3 separate regions of the Triticum aestivum genome follow, and regions 1 and 2 are each linked to region 3. The links are chromatin contacts, called in public Hi-C maps. All regions are on one chromosome and are shown on one strand. The core of a region is the stretch at or near the end of the contact, and the rest is flanking DNA. Distances in the headings are between cores, read along the strand shown. Region 1 holds the start of LOC123074144 (probable WRKY transcription factor 72). Region 2 holds the start of LOC123074143 (WRKY transcription factor WRKY24). Region 3 holds the start of LOC123077470 (protein TWIN LOV 1).

Region 1 (4,178 bases), core at 1,541-4,040, 390 kb after region 3:
ATGTCTTGTGCCTCTATGTCTGAGTAGATCCCTATTTCTCGGTGAGATGGAGGAACCCTATTATTTATATGAACCGAATGTCAACAAAACACCAAGTCCAGCACACCATAACGCCACAAACTTTGTGCTTTATCGCGTATGGAACCCTAAGATCAACTTGGTATATGAGAGCATAAACAAGTTTAATCCCCTAAATCACATGCCTGGCTATGTGCATATACAGCTGGGACGATCTGATCGCTTTCTTTCTCACAGTACATATACAGTTGACTCATCCATGCCATATATGTGCAATTAATTGTACATCAACTAATCCCTAGACTAGATCGATGACCATGTGTCGATCTCCCAAGCCAATTCAGCATAACACCAAAACGAAGTAAACTTAACTGCGTATACAAGGATAATCCACGGGCCTAAACCAAAAAGAAATCTACACGGCGCGAGGTCGATCGATCACTTGTGCGCCGCCGCCCCAGCGCCGCGCCCCATGTAGGACGTGATCGCCGCCGCCAGCACCGACTGGAAGCTCGGGTCCGAGGTGATCGCCTTCGCGATCGTGTCCGTCACCGCCGGCGCGGCCGCGGGCGCGCCATGGACGACGCCGCCGCTGGACGTTCTCTGCAGGTACGAGGACGAATGGGCGGCGCCGTACAGCTGCTCCGCCCTCGTCGTCGCCATGCCCAGGCCGAAATGCTGCCCCATCGCCGGCAAGGAGCTCTTGCCGTAGTACGGCAGCCCCCCGGCGTACGGCGCCAGGTAGCCGCTGCTCCACGCCGCCGGCAGCGCCTTGGACTCGTACCCTGCCGCGTAGGGAGACTGGTACTGCTGCTGCATGAGCGAGTGCGGGGCGGTGAGGTCGAGCGTGACGGTGGGGCAGGACGCGATGGTGGAGATGGTGGTCGGGCCCAGGAGCCCCGCGGACGGGAAAGGGAGGTGGTGCCCGTGGGACGAGGACGAGGAAGAGCCGGCGAGCAGCATGGAAGCAGCGGCGGAGGTGGTGGACGCCATGGCCGCGGCGGCCGGCGGCAGCGGGTGGCTGTGCGTGCCCTCGTACGTCGTGATCAGGATGGACATGTCGTCGGCGCATCTCTGCACCTGCTTCCGCACCGGGCAGGACGGCGCCACGGTGCACCGGTAGTAGGCGCGCGGGCACGGGTTCCCCTTGGAGATCTTCTGCCCGTACTTCCGCCATTGGCACCCATCGTTCATCTGCTCATCATCAACACACAAACATGGTTAGCTCATCATGATTTTGAATTCAAAAGTATTTTCATCATGAAAACACGTACAGAATCTTGTACTGTACGTATGTATGTTGTATGCGCGAACGTACCGTGGGGGTGTCGCATTTGACACGGACGGAAACCCTAGCCTTCTTGGCCTGCTGCTGGAGCACCTCGTCGTCGGCTCCGTCGACCCCGGCGCCGGGGCTCTTGCGCGCTTTGGTCGCCGGCGGGCACGCGGCGGCCGGCAGCCCGCTACCGGGCGCGGCGTCGTCGTCCGCGCTGCTGTCGGAGCTGAGGTTCATAAGGGGCGTAGCCGACGGGCGGGCGGCCTGCCTGTCGTCGCCGTCCGTAGAGCGACGGCTGCTCAGCCCGAGCGACAGCTGATCGTCGGGGTCGGTCTCGGTGCCGGACGACGACGACGACAGCGACCTCTGGTGGGCGCCCTTCGGGCGAGCGTAACCGCCGCTGCCGAGGCACAGAGAGACGAGATCGTCGGTGGTAGCGGTAGGCGCCGGCGCGGGGGCGGCAGGGAGCTTGTCGGCGGCCGGTGCTTGGTGCTTGACCTTGACGGCGTCCTGGAAGTGCGTCTGGAGCGACTGGTAGTCCCTGACGATGTGGGAGAGCAGCGTCTTGAGGCGCTCGTTCTCCTCCCTCACCTCGCCCATCTCCGCCTTGGTCGCCTCCAGCTTGTCGTCCTGCACATGCACAATACCCAGGAGAAATCATTAGATGATGTACGAGCGATTCTTCATAAAATAAACACACATGGTTCGATCTTTAATTTGGTGCAATTCATTCTCAACTTGCTTCTATTTCTTACATGGTACTCCTAATTAACCAGCTCTCAATTTGACTTTCAGATCATACGGAGTAGTTTGCAGTACCTTGCTGGTGGTGATCGAATTTCTTTGCGTGGACGGGAAACTCTCGAGGACCATTGGAAGCGCGCTTGCGATCTGCAGGCCAAAGAATTGAAGCTAATTCAGTTTCAGCTGGATCTCAAGAACGAACATGTAGGGTACACGCTCATCGATCAGCAACTCAACACTGCCGGGTTAACATGCATCTAGTAGACAACTTAAAGGGATGTGTGTACATACCTCCATGGTCTCCGGCTTGTTCTCCTCTTTCACCGGCGGCGGCCTCTCGACGGCGACGTCCATGGACGGATCAGTCACGAGATGGCGAACCTGCAGAGAGGGAGCTTTGTTTGCTTTGGATGAGCAAGAGACGCCTTGTGGTTGCAGCAGCCCCGCGCCCTCCTTATAAAGAAGGATCGGAGTCGAAGCGACGACGACGACTAGGACGACGAAGCCTACACTTTCTGACTCGCCGGGGATTAAACTAATGGATAAACAGCAGTTGCTGCGTGCTCCGCGTACCAAATCTCAAATCCCAGTGCCCGGCTCCTTAACCTACCGTACCATCACGGCGGCTCGGTTGCTGGTTCCCGTCCAGACCAGAGCGAGCGAGAGAGCGAGCGAGCTCATAAACAATGTCAACGCGTGTACCCAGCCTCCCTCATGGGCAGCAGGCAGGCAGGCAGGTCTACCAAGCTAGCTAGCGAGCGAGTGAGGTAAGCAGGCTGCCTTGGCTTCCCCATTCCCCAATATAATACCGCCCTCGCGCGCGGTGGTCACCACCGGCCGTGGCCGTCGTCAGCGTCGTCGCCGCCCACAACGTGTCCTGCAAGTCGCCGGCCCCCTCCCCTCAGCGTTGGTTCCGCGAGCGAGCTCCCTCCCCTCCGAATGCGGATCGCACGCACGCACGTACGTGCGTGCGACCTTCATTGTGCAATCATCCTTCCGTTTTGCTCTGAGAGAGAGGCTTTGACTTAGCTAGCTAGCTTAGATGTGTTCTTGGTTAGCGTATGTACGCACGCAGCATGAGCGTGCAGCTGCTAGCGTTGAATTCGTTTTGGGGCCGTTTTACGTGTTGACTTTCGTACGGCTAACCCGGAGAAGCAAGCAACTGGCCAGCGGCCGGTCGGTCCAATTTGAGTCTGAACTGTTCTCCTCTCCACGTAAAAATATATAGCATAAAATGATGCGGAAATTCTGATATAACGCCTTGCTCGACGTGAGTGACGCACGCACGTAGTATCGATTCAGGATTTACGTGCATGCAGCAGGTCAAACGTAGTAAGAGCGAGGACTCGGACCGGTCATTGAACTCAGGCGTGAAAAGTAAAAACGTGGAACGACAAGGCGACAGTACAAGTGCAACCCGGTCAGCACATTTACCTGTTCCGTCCCAATCTGTTGTGATGGTAGTACTGTACTACGTAACCGAATAATCTGGTTGGCTGCGTCTGAACAGTACATGGTACCATGCACGGCATGTGCGGAGCACTGTAGAGTCGCCGGCGCACATGCACAGCGCTCGATCGATCCCAATTTATGCGACGCGACGCGACGCGAGGTCATATCACATGTGCGGGATCATAAAGAAAATGTGTGCGTACGGCGTGTGACCGGATGCGATGGCGATCCCTTCTCTCCCGAGTCCAAGAAGTCTTCGTGCGTGTTGATTAAGTAGCAGAGGATGGATCGATCGACCTCCTGTACGTGCCCGCGACGGAGCGTGACGTCCTCCACGCCGTGCGCGATCCAATCAGAAGCAAGTCGTCCAAGCCTCGTGATCGTGAATGCGATGTGGCCTCCGATCAAGTCGGCCATGCAAGGGATCAAATTGGATTAGATTATTCGGTTTCCGTTGGCCTACTTGTTGAGAACTTGAGCTCGGTCCCAGCGGAGCCCCGTTGAAACCAAGCCATGATTGTCATCGCTAGCTGCATGCATGCTTAGAGCATCTACAACCAAACCTTTCAAATCTGTCTAAAACATCTCGACAAGCCGTCCGATCACTGATCGTCATAAAAAGGACCCAACCGAACCTCTCAAACAGCCCTGATCAGCATCCCTTATATCCATCCCAAATGTAGGATGG
Region 2 (4,505 bases), core at 1,267-3,766, 290 kb after region 3:
GGGGTTGTCAATTTGGAAGTTGATTGATTTACAGTTTGTTGTCAATCAACCTTTTTGCACCATACAAACAACGACACATGGCACTATTAAGTTGATTGATTTCTAGTTCAGCATCAGACAAAAGTTTGCACCATACATACAACGACACATAGCACCATAAAATAGAAACCCACTGCACATGATTTCAATACCTTAATTACAACCTTCCTTGGTATGATTTACCTGTTTCAGAACTTGTAAAAACAATATAATGGACTTACTTGTGCTAGATAAAGATTTTACATAGGAACACATACAAGTTACACAAGGAACTTACTATTGTTTGTATGGGGAAATTACAGCAAGGACCTGTATAGCATTTTATACAACTTTAAAGATCTGTCATCATAGTTGCATGGAATTTCACATACATTTAGAGAGCTCTTTTGATGATGCATATATATTTATATAAATGAGCAAATTGAGCAATTAAGCCACCATCTAAAACGTGTTCACAAAGTCAAAATAAAATAAAATACAGTACGTGCATGCCATTAATGACAACAACAGAGGGAGTTCATTCCCGTACATCACTGAACCAGGAAAGGCAATCCAGAAAAAGGTGTGTGCGCATCTACTGGTGCTAATTAGTACTCGTGACTAACCCCGGTTGATACAATTAACTTCCAAATCAAACACACACCGAAATGATCAAGTTAGCATGCACACATGCAATTACCATCACCTGAAATTTTTCTTTACGTCCCACTTATTTTTTCGTTGCGAGGGTGTTACTTCCGCCTACCTCCAGTATGCAATGCGAATGCATGCATCTATAGTACAGTATGTCCAGATGAATCTCCAATGAGGAAAGCGCGAGACATCACTGTCAAATATCGGCCGGCTGGCAATTCAGTCTTCACCTGCATGATAACATGAATTATTTAATAAGCTTCAAAAAGGGAGCAAGATTTACCTGCCGTTGGCGCACCACAAGATATGACAGAAGTTTAGCAACCAAACGACAACGTATGCAAAAGCGTCGGGAGAGTTATAGAATCTTTCACAAAATACTCCCGATGTGCCATATTAACTGTTGCTCAAACGGTTGTTCTATAGAGTAGTACCCCCTCCGTCTAGGTGAATAAGTCATTTTAGGTTATGCACCATGACCAAGGAGGAGGGGAAACGAGAGATCTTAATGTTTTTTTGCTAATTAATATCATTGCATGCAATGAACTAACCACTGCATGTCGTGTTTGGTAGTCTCAAATCATTAAAAGCATGCACACTCACATCTCTTATTGGTTGATATGTCAAGAAACAAGAAACGAGGTAGAAGTTAATGCACCGCGCCTAAGTGTTTTGGAATTATTTGGTTTTTGTAAGATGACTTACACACCTAGACGGATGAGTAGTATCTTTTCTGGTTGAACTATTTATGCACCGAGTAATTACTATCCCTTCTGTCCCATATTAACTGTGCTCAAACGGATGTGCGTAAATAGTTCAACAAAAAATTAAATACTCTATCTAATAACGAGACATATTCGGTGCTGTTTTCTTATTTTAATGGTGATCGGCAATGCTAAATCCGAGTCTATCAGACCAAAACGATGGCAACTCAATTGCTGGCTAGAGAGTAGGCTAGCTAGGTGTCGCTTGTGTGATAGACTACCCTGGTCAGGTGCACCGCACGTACACAAAATGAAGAGTTAGTGGGATTCGATCGACCGGCCGGTGCGATGGACTTGACCGCGAACGCTCATTTGGACCCGAAAAGCTCGTCAGCTGGATTTTGGGTGTGCTCCACTGCTGCGGATTTGAGCGCCCATGTCTCGTAGTAATTATAATCACACGTACATACTAGTACTAGTATGTTTTTTCTTCACAATGCGGATCTGAGCCCGATGTTTATACGTACACAGTACAGTATTATTTTCTGATCAGACATCAGAGCACCGATGTCTCGTTGTCATCACAGTTGCGACCTTAAGTACGTAGTATTTCAGATCCGCAACAGTGGAGTACTACACCCAAAATCCAGCTGACGATGATCATGATGATGATGTACCGCCCGATCGATCGGACGGCGAGGAACGTACATAGATGGATATATTTATATATATCCTGTGCGATCGTCGATGGCCGTGGCTGTGCAATGGCGGCGCTGCGTGCCTGTGGCAACCGCCGGCGTACTGCTGCCAATTAAATCGCGCCGCGCGCCGGCCGGGGCCATCCATCGGCGGCCATAACGGTCCAGATGAATGATCCAAAGGCCACATTTAAGTCTCCTCTTGACTAGCCCGGCCGTTGCTTCTTCGGATGCCCGGCCGCCCGGCCGGTCCACGTCGGGAATAATCCGAAAGCGCACGCGCACGTACGCCTCCATCACGGGCGCCAGAGCGATCAAATCGCCATGTGACTAGCTGACGCGACGCGACACCATCGGAACCTTCACCGTACGTACCCGCCATGAAGCATCCATGAAGCTCGCCGGCCGTTCGTGGGTAGTATAAATCGCGGGCCATGCCACGGGGAATTCCGTCAAAGCAGTTAGCTCAGGCCCACCGCCGCCCACACCACTACCGGTAACGTAGCACGCTAGTACGTAGCTCGTCTGTGCAGTGCACTCATGGCGGCTTCGCTAGGACTTACCACCAGCCATGAAGCCTACTACTCGGCCCACCCGGCGGCCTCCTCCTTGTACAATTTCGAAGCCGGTGATCCCTTCGTGGCAGCGGCGGACGGTGCCGCGGAGCTGAGCTTCCCGGAGCTCGTGGAGGCCGCTCGTGCCTCCGACTACTCGCCGCTTCCGGCGTTCGGCGCCGCTGGAGGCGAGACGATGAACATGTACGGGCGGAGCGTCGTCTTCCCTATGACGGCCTCGTACTACTGCGACGGCGCGTGGATGTTCGAGGACGACGCGGCGGCGAGGGCGAGAGGAGGAGGGATCGGTGCTATGGCAGGGCGGCCGTCGGGGAGGATCGGGTTCCGGACTCGGTCGGAGGTGGAGGTGATGGACGACGGATTCCGGTGGAGGAAGTACGGCAAGAAGGCGGTGAAGAGCAGCCCCAACCTGCGCAACTACTACCGGTGCTCCGCCGAGGGGTGCGGGGTGAAGAAGCGGGTCGAGCGGGACCGCGACGACCCGCTCTACGTCCTCACCACCTACGACGGCGTCCACAACCACGTCACCCCCGGCAGCACGTCGTCGAGGGCGGCGCCGGCGTACTCGGCGCCGACGGCGCCCGCTTGGACCTGGAGCGAGCTGCAAGCGGCGGCGCACTCCTCGGAGTCCTACTGAACTGAGCTACCGAATACTGATCGACCAGTACGGAGCTGGTTACCTTGGTTTTTATGATCGATTACGGTTCAGAAATCTCACGGATGCATGTACACGATTTGTTGCCTTGATGGTGGTGTGCCGTCACTGAATAATTCGGTCGCTTCCACGTCCATTGTGCACGATGGAAACGCCGATCGACGGCATGCAGTATCTATCTGTAAAAAGAAAATAAATTGATGCACGAACAGGTTAACAAACACACATACGTACGGCAATCATTCATCGGCAAGTTGGTAGGCTCCACATACTTACTCGGTTACTAAATATAAGTATTTTTAGAGTGTACATTTACTCATTTTGTTTCGTATGAGTCTGCATTGGAATCTATACGAGGAGTTATATTTAAAAATGAAGGGAGTATCACAATGAATCCGTCCGTTCTTTCAGATCCTCTTAAAATAATGTCGCTCAATGAGCTTTCGTGGACAAGACTGCAAAGGAGTTGAGTTCGAGCGAGTTGAATGTTGAACTAGCTAGGCTCGGCACTAAAATTCGAGCGACTCCAAACTAATTGGAGCTCAAGGTCAAGCTATAAAAAGTGGCTCATGCTCAGCTTGTAATGTTCTCAAGTCGATTTTAAACTAGTTTCGTGCTAAATAACATTTTTTTTCTTACTAATTTTAAATAATTTTTTAAACTAGATAGGACACACACAACATAGTAAACCAATATAAAATATTATTCCAATCAAATGATGATAATATAATTTTTTCCAAGGTAGTTTTATTTATTCTCTCTCAACTGAAGACTAGTACTACTTAATAGCAAAAGATCGTGGATGAGCTAACAAGAGAAAAAACAAAGGTGCATCTGCTCTCAAACCTTGGCAAAAATAACAGGATAGTTAACACATTGGCCATGTACCATCTTGAGGCCTAATTTTTCTCCAGCTTAATTAAGATTCAATGCTTGCTAGTAGATAAATTGAAAAAATCATACACAACATATTATGATACACCCTCCATCCCATATTAGTTGTAGCTGAAATAGATGTATATGAATGCATTTCACTGCTAGATACATCTGTTTAAATGGCAAGTAATATGGAATGGAGAGAGTAATAAATTATCTTATTTTCATTTAATATATAAGCATTATTTAATATAATTATATCATATCAAGCAAAAATTTGAGCGAATCAATGTTGGCTCAAGATCAGCTCATTTTTCAATCAAGC
Region 3 (4,333 bases), core at 328-2,827:
GCTACATTGCACTAACAGGGCACGATGCCTCATGGATGCGGGAGCTGCAGTGCACTATTTAAGAGTTCAAAAGCATGAAGGAGGAAATTACCTACAAGTGTTTAAGATCACGAAGGAGGATGTCAAAGTTTTCCATTGTCAAGGACTTGTGAGCAAGTAGTATATGGGCTTCACTCTGATTCTAATGAAAAAGTTGGCTATCTGATTCTAAAAATAAGAGCAGAAAATAATAGAGATGTATCTACATGTGTGTGCATTAAAATTCATTTTATTCTGTTAGTCGAGGTTATAACCTTTCAAACTTTACTTATCCAGGTTGTGAAGACCTTCCAGCATTACCCCAGGAAGCTAACACATCAGCTTGTGCCATACGTGGTGTTTTCTTGTTGATGAATGTTGGTCTAGGTAATTTCTTTGATGAACCATGTGACAATTAATAAAGTTAATAAAGGACATCATACTCTTTTTGTCTGCCTTGATCGCAGTGGGGCGGGGGTGAGCCGTTGGAGAGAGAGGCGGGGCAGTGGTGCATGCGTGCAGTGCGTCTGGACGACAGAATGCATGATCGAGTGATCGGTGTGGTGGTTGGCGGTGCTTGGGCATTGATGTTCGATTTGAGAGGAAGAAGAAAGATTAGCTGCTGATTTTGGGGGGAAGAAGAGAGATTGAGCGTGTTGTTGTTGTCGTGTGTGGTCTTGGGAGAGGAATAAAAGAGAGTAGTAAAGAGCTGTAGAGAGATAGCGAGGGATTGAGAGGCTACTACTATTTTTATTGTTGTCGATGCTTGCACAATGCTATTTCTTATTATACTGGGGTATTCATCTTTGGACTAAAAACAATCATCCCCCCCCCCCCTCAATATTTTAGTCATGACTTAGTTTTACTTACTAACCTCTCTTCATATTTATTTGTAGATTGAATTTAGCTTTTTATGAAGTTCTAAAGAATAGTTCTGACCTTTGTGGGTAGTCAACCCAATTCTGGTTCTTGGTTGAAAGCCTCTTGCATCATAGTTTACTCAAAGGCAGCTTCAGATTGATTCTCGTACCTAGGTAGTCATCCTTGGAAGCAATAGTTCTAATTTTTATAAAGAAGCATGTTATTTGTTTGTTTTTGTATAACCAAAAAAATATTTCAAACATATGTTGTGATTAGAATTATGACAGGATCGTTGTTCATCACTATTCTTTTTGGACTTGAATTGATCTATGTCTAAATTACACATAGTGTGTATGAGCAAATTATTATAGTTTGACTTTCATGTCTTGGATCCGTGGCAAATCATAGTCACCTTAGTACTATGCTGCCTTATGCATGTCTTTCTGATGGCCTTATTAAAGATCGCCGGTTCTATGGTTTTAAACACAAGATGATATTTTTGTAGCATATTTCGTATAAGTTCTACTCTATAATTTTAAATTCAAAAAAACATTTTTAGTTGGGAGAAGAAAAGAAGAAAGAAAATGATAGTTCTTTATAACGGTAAAAAAAAAGTCGGCAATATAGCCCGTGGCAACGCACGGGCGTTCTATTTGTACGAGTAGAGCTTATATCAGCCTGCGGCTGACACCGGCAACGAGCCAGGCGCGGGCGGATCGCCACGCCCGCGTGCATTATCCCGGCTCCGCCGCCCATCAATCATTGCACGTCCGCGAAGCTGCTGCACCCGCACTCCTCTCCGTCGTACCCGCTCCCCGCACAAACCTCCCGCATCGCTATCGCATCACAGTCAGCGCGCCCAGCCTCACACGCCCGTGGCATTCGCGACCGGCCGACGAGACGGAGCTCCAGCCTCCAGCTTCCGCCCCGCCCCGAGCAGAGCCGAAACAGCCAAACAGAGCACGCGATTTTACAACCCTGCCCCGCGCGGCCCCCCTCCATCCGCGCAGATCTTTTCTCTTCCTCCCCCGCGCCCCGCGCCGATCACGCCACCGATCCGGCGGGCGCACCCATCCCTTCCCAGCGGGGGCGATGGAGGGGGAGGAGCGGCGGCTGGCGGCGTCGCTGACGGCGCGGTACTCGGAGTGGGTGCTGGAGGAGCTGGACGAGCTGCGGGGGAGCTTCCTGCTCACGGACCCGGCCATGCCGGGCCACCCCATCGTCTACGCCTCCCGGGGCCTGGCCGCGCTCACGGGCTACCCGCGCCGCGAGCTGCTCGGCCGCAACGCGCGCCTCTTCCAGGGCGCCGCCACCGACCGCGCCGCCGTCTCGGGCGTCCGCGAGGCCGTGCGCGCCCAGCGCGCCCACCAGGTCGCCATCCTCAACTACCGCCGCGACGGCTCGCCCCACTGGGTGCTGCTCCACCTCGCGCCCGTCTTCCACGCCGCCGACGGCCGCGTGCTCCACTTCCTCGCCGTCCAGGTGCCCATCGCCCCCGCGTCGCCGCCGCGCCGTCACCCGGGGCGGCCCGCGCCGCTCGCGGCCTGCCGGGAGGAGGCCAGGGGGGAGGAGGAGCTGCCTTGCGCCAGCCACGTAGGGGAGGTGTTTGTGGATATCGATAAGAGAGGTCAGTTTGATTGGACGTGTTCATCTGTTGCCATCACTAGTACAGTGATCATTTGGGAGTAATAAATTGCACGATAATAAGCACACTGATCAGTGGACCAACCATTAATTGCCCGTGAGATCATTTACAGTACCCCGTGCCTCACTGCTCAACCGTGCCTTGATATGAAATGTATGCTGTAAACACGCCATGTATACAAGTGGCCATGAACATGGCCTTATTTGCTATAATTTATTTCTACATTCATGGTATGGTAATTACAGTTGCGCTGGTTGTCTTATTCTTAAGCATGGACAGCCAAACAAGTATTCCCTCTGTAAAGAAATATAAGATATTAGTGATCTAAACGATCTTATACTCCCTCCATAAAGAAATAACAGCGTTTAGATCACTAATCACTAAAGTAGTGATCTAAACACTCTTATATTTCTTTACAGAGGGAGTACTAGGTGATCATATAAGACTGGTCACTATGTGGCCTTTTTGAGTTGTTAGTTCCTTCTTGGTTCCAAGTTTGACAATAATGGTTACACTAGTCTTGTTTCTTTTACCATTTCCAGGTATGGAGACAAGAAGAAGTAGGTAAAAGTTCTTGTTTGAGTTGATAAATTTTTCGTTTCAACGCTGTATACATGATGCCTTGTTTTTGAGAAACTGAATAGACCGTATTTGTTGTTAAATTGCTGTTGACAGAAACATCCGTTTTTGCTTACAGGATAGAGAAGTTCACACATTAATAGGACAAAAGAAAAAGAGATCCATCCTGCTTTTGTAGGTCCAGATTAACGACGGGGCAGACGAAGGCCCTGCTTGGATTCAGTGTAAAATTAGTGTGATCCCTGGTATTTCAGCTCAAGTTTGAACTAAATACCGGGCAGCAACAAAATTTACATGCAATCCAAACAGGGCATAACCCTACGCATAGAGTCGCTATATATGTGTAAGAAATAGAACTTTTTTTCAATGATAAGAATCTGAATCGTACGATAAATACATCTCTTCGAAATATATGCATGTGTTCTGTAGTATTTAGCGGTGCAACTGTGTCGGAAATTCAGCTAGCTCTCTTAATGAAGATTCAGTTTTGGTAGCGAAACAACACACCTTAAGTCTAGCTTGAGTTTCCATTCTTATATATTAATACTGTCATGTTAGTTTAGTGGTGATTCCAGTCTTGCAGAATATGGTGCCTTCTGCCAATTTGGATGTGTGGTTTACATTTGACCTGGCATTTTCACATTATGTTTTTCTCCCCACAAAATTAAACAGTAGTACTGGAAGCAGAAGTTCTAAATATGTTGTTGCTAGCTTGCTGTTGCAGGGCTGGAGGCTGAGGAACTGCGTATAGCTAGCGGCTGTGACAAAGAGATGGCTCTAAGCACAGCAAACAACATCTTCTCTACGCTGAACCGCTATAGCAAACTAACTGGTTTGGTGGTTTGTGAGAGGAGATGTGATTCTGTTGGTATCCCAGCACTCAGCTCTTCGTTAAATCTCTCTCTCGGTAGAATCAAACAGAGCTTTGTATTGTGAGTTATTTGCATATTCTTGTTCATTTGTTTAATTCTCTTGGCTTAATTCTGTTGTGTACATAGTTTTATTTATGTTGTTCATGCCCGGTTTATTTATTTACTAAATGCACTTTGATTTTTGATTTTAACAGAACTGACCGCCATTTGCCTGACATGCCGATAGTCTATGCTAGTGATGCCTTTCTATCATTAACAGGTACATATTCCTTTATTATTCTAATACCAGAGTATGTGTTCTATGAACTTTTATAAAGCAATCCATTGATTGTAATAAGGGGAATATATGATGTGCAAC

The links. A called contact is a pair of places that touch in the nucleus more often than the background predicts.
Region 1: a Hi-C map of leaf shows a contact between it and region 3, with 2.3 times the contacts expected there. The contact joins the promoter of LOC123074144 here to the promoter of LOC123077470 in region 3. A contact is called at or near these places in 2 of 5 Hi-C or Micro-C datasets (both in leaf).
Region 2: a contact with region 3 is called in a Hi-C map of leaf, with 3 times the contacts expected there. The contact joins the promoter of LOC123074143 here to the promoter of LOC123077470 in region 3. A contact is called at or near these places in 1 of 5 Hi-C or Micro-C datasets (leaf) and 1 of 1 datasets of contacts at active chromatin or transcription factors (leaf).

What each region holds. Positions count from the first base shown.
Region 1 is chr3D:67,563,042-67,567,219 of IWGSC CS RefSeq v2.1, forward strand. LOC123074144 (probable WRKY transcription factor 72) reads right to left here and starts at 2,791. Exons shown (of 4, transcript XM_044497065.1): 1 at 2,330-2,791; 2 at 2,114-2,185; 3 at 1,337-1,924; 4 at 219-1,212. The coding sequence starts at 2,392. The coding sequence ends at 457.
Region 2 is chr3D:67,456,308-67,460,812 of IWGSC CS RefSeq v2.1, forward strand. LOC123074143 (WRKY transcription factor WRKY24) reads left to right here and starts at 2,517. Exons shown (of 1, transcript XM_044497064.1): 1 at 2,517-3,732. The coding sequence starts at 2,615. The coding sequence ends at 3,286.
Region 3 is chr3D:67,169,904-67,174,236 of IWGSC CS RefSeq v2.1, forward strand. LOC123077470 (protein TWIN LOV 1) reads left to right here and starts at 1,578. Exons shown (of 8, transcript XM_044499747.1): 1 at 1,578-2,506; 2 at 3,067-3,084; 3 at 3,828-4,035; 4 at 4,170-4,234. The coding sequence starts at 1,972. It overlaps LOC123077472 (a long non-coding RNA gene), which reads left to right. Exons shown (of 6, transcript XR_006436661.1): 5 at 316-405; 6 at 486-887.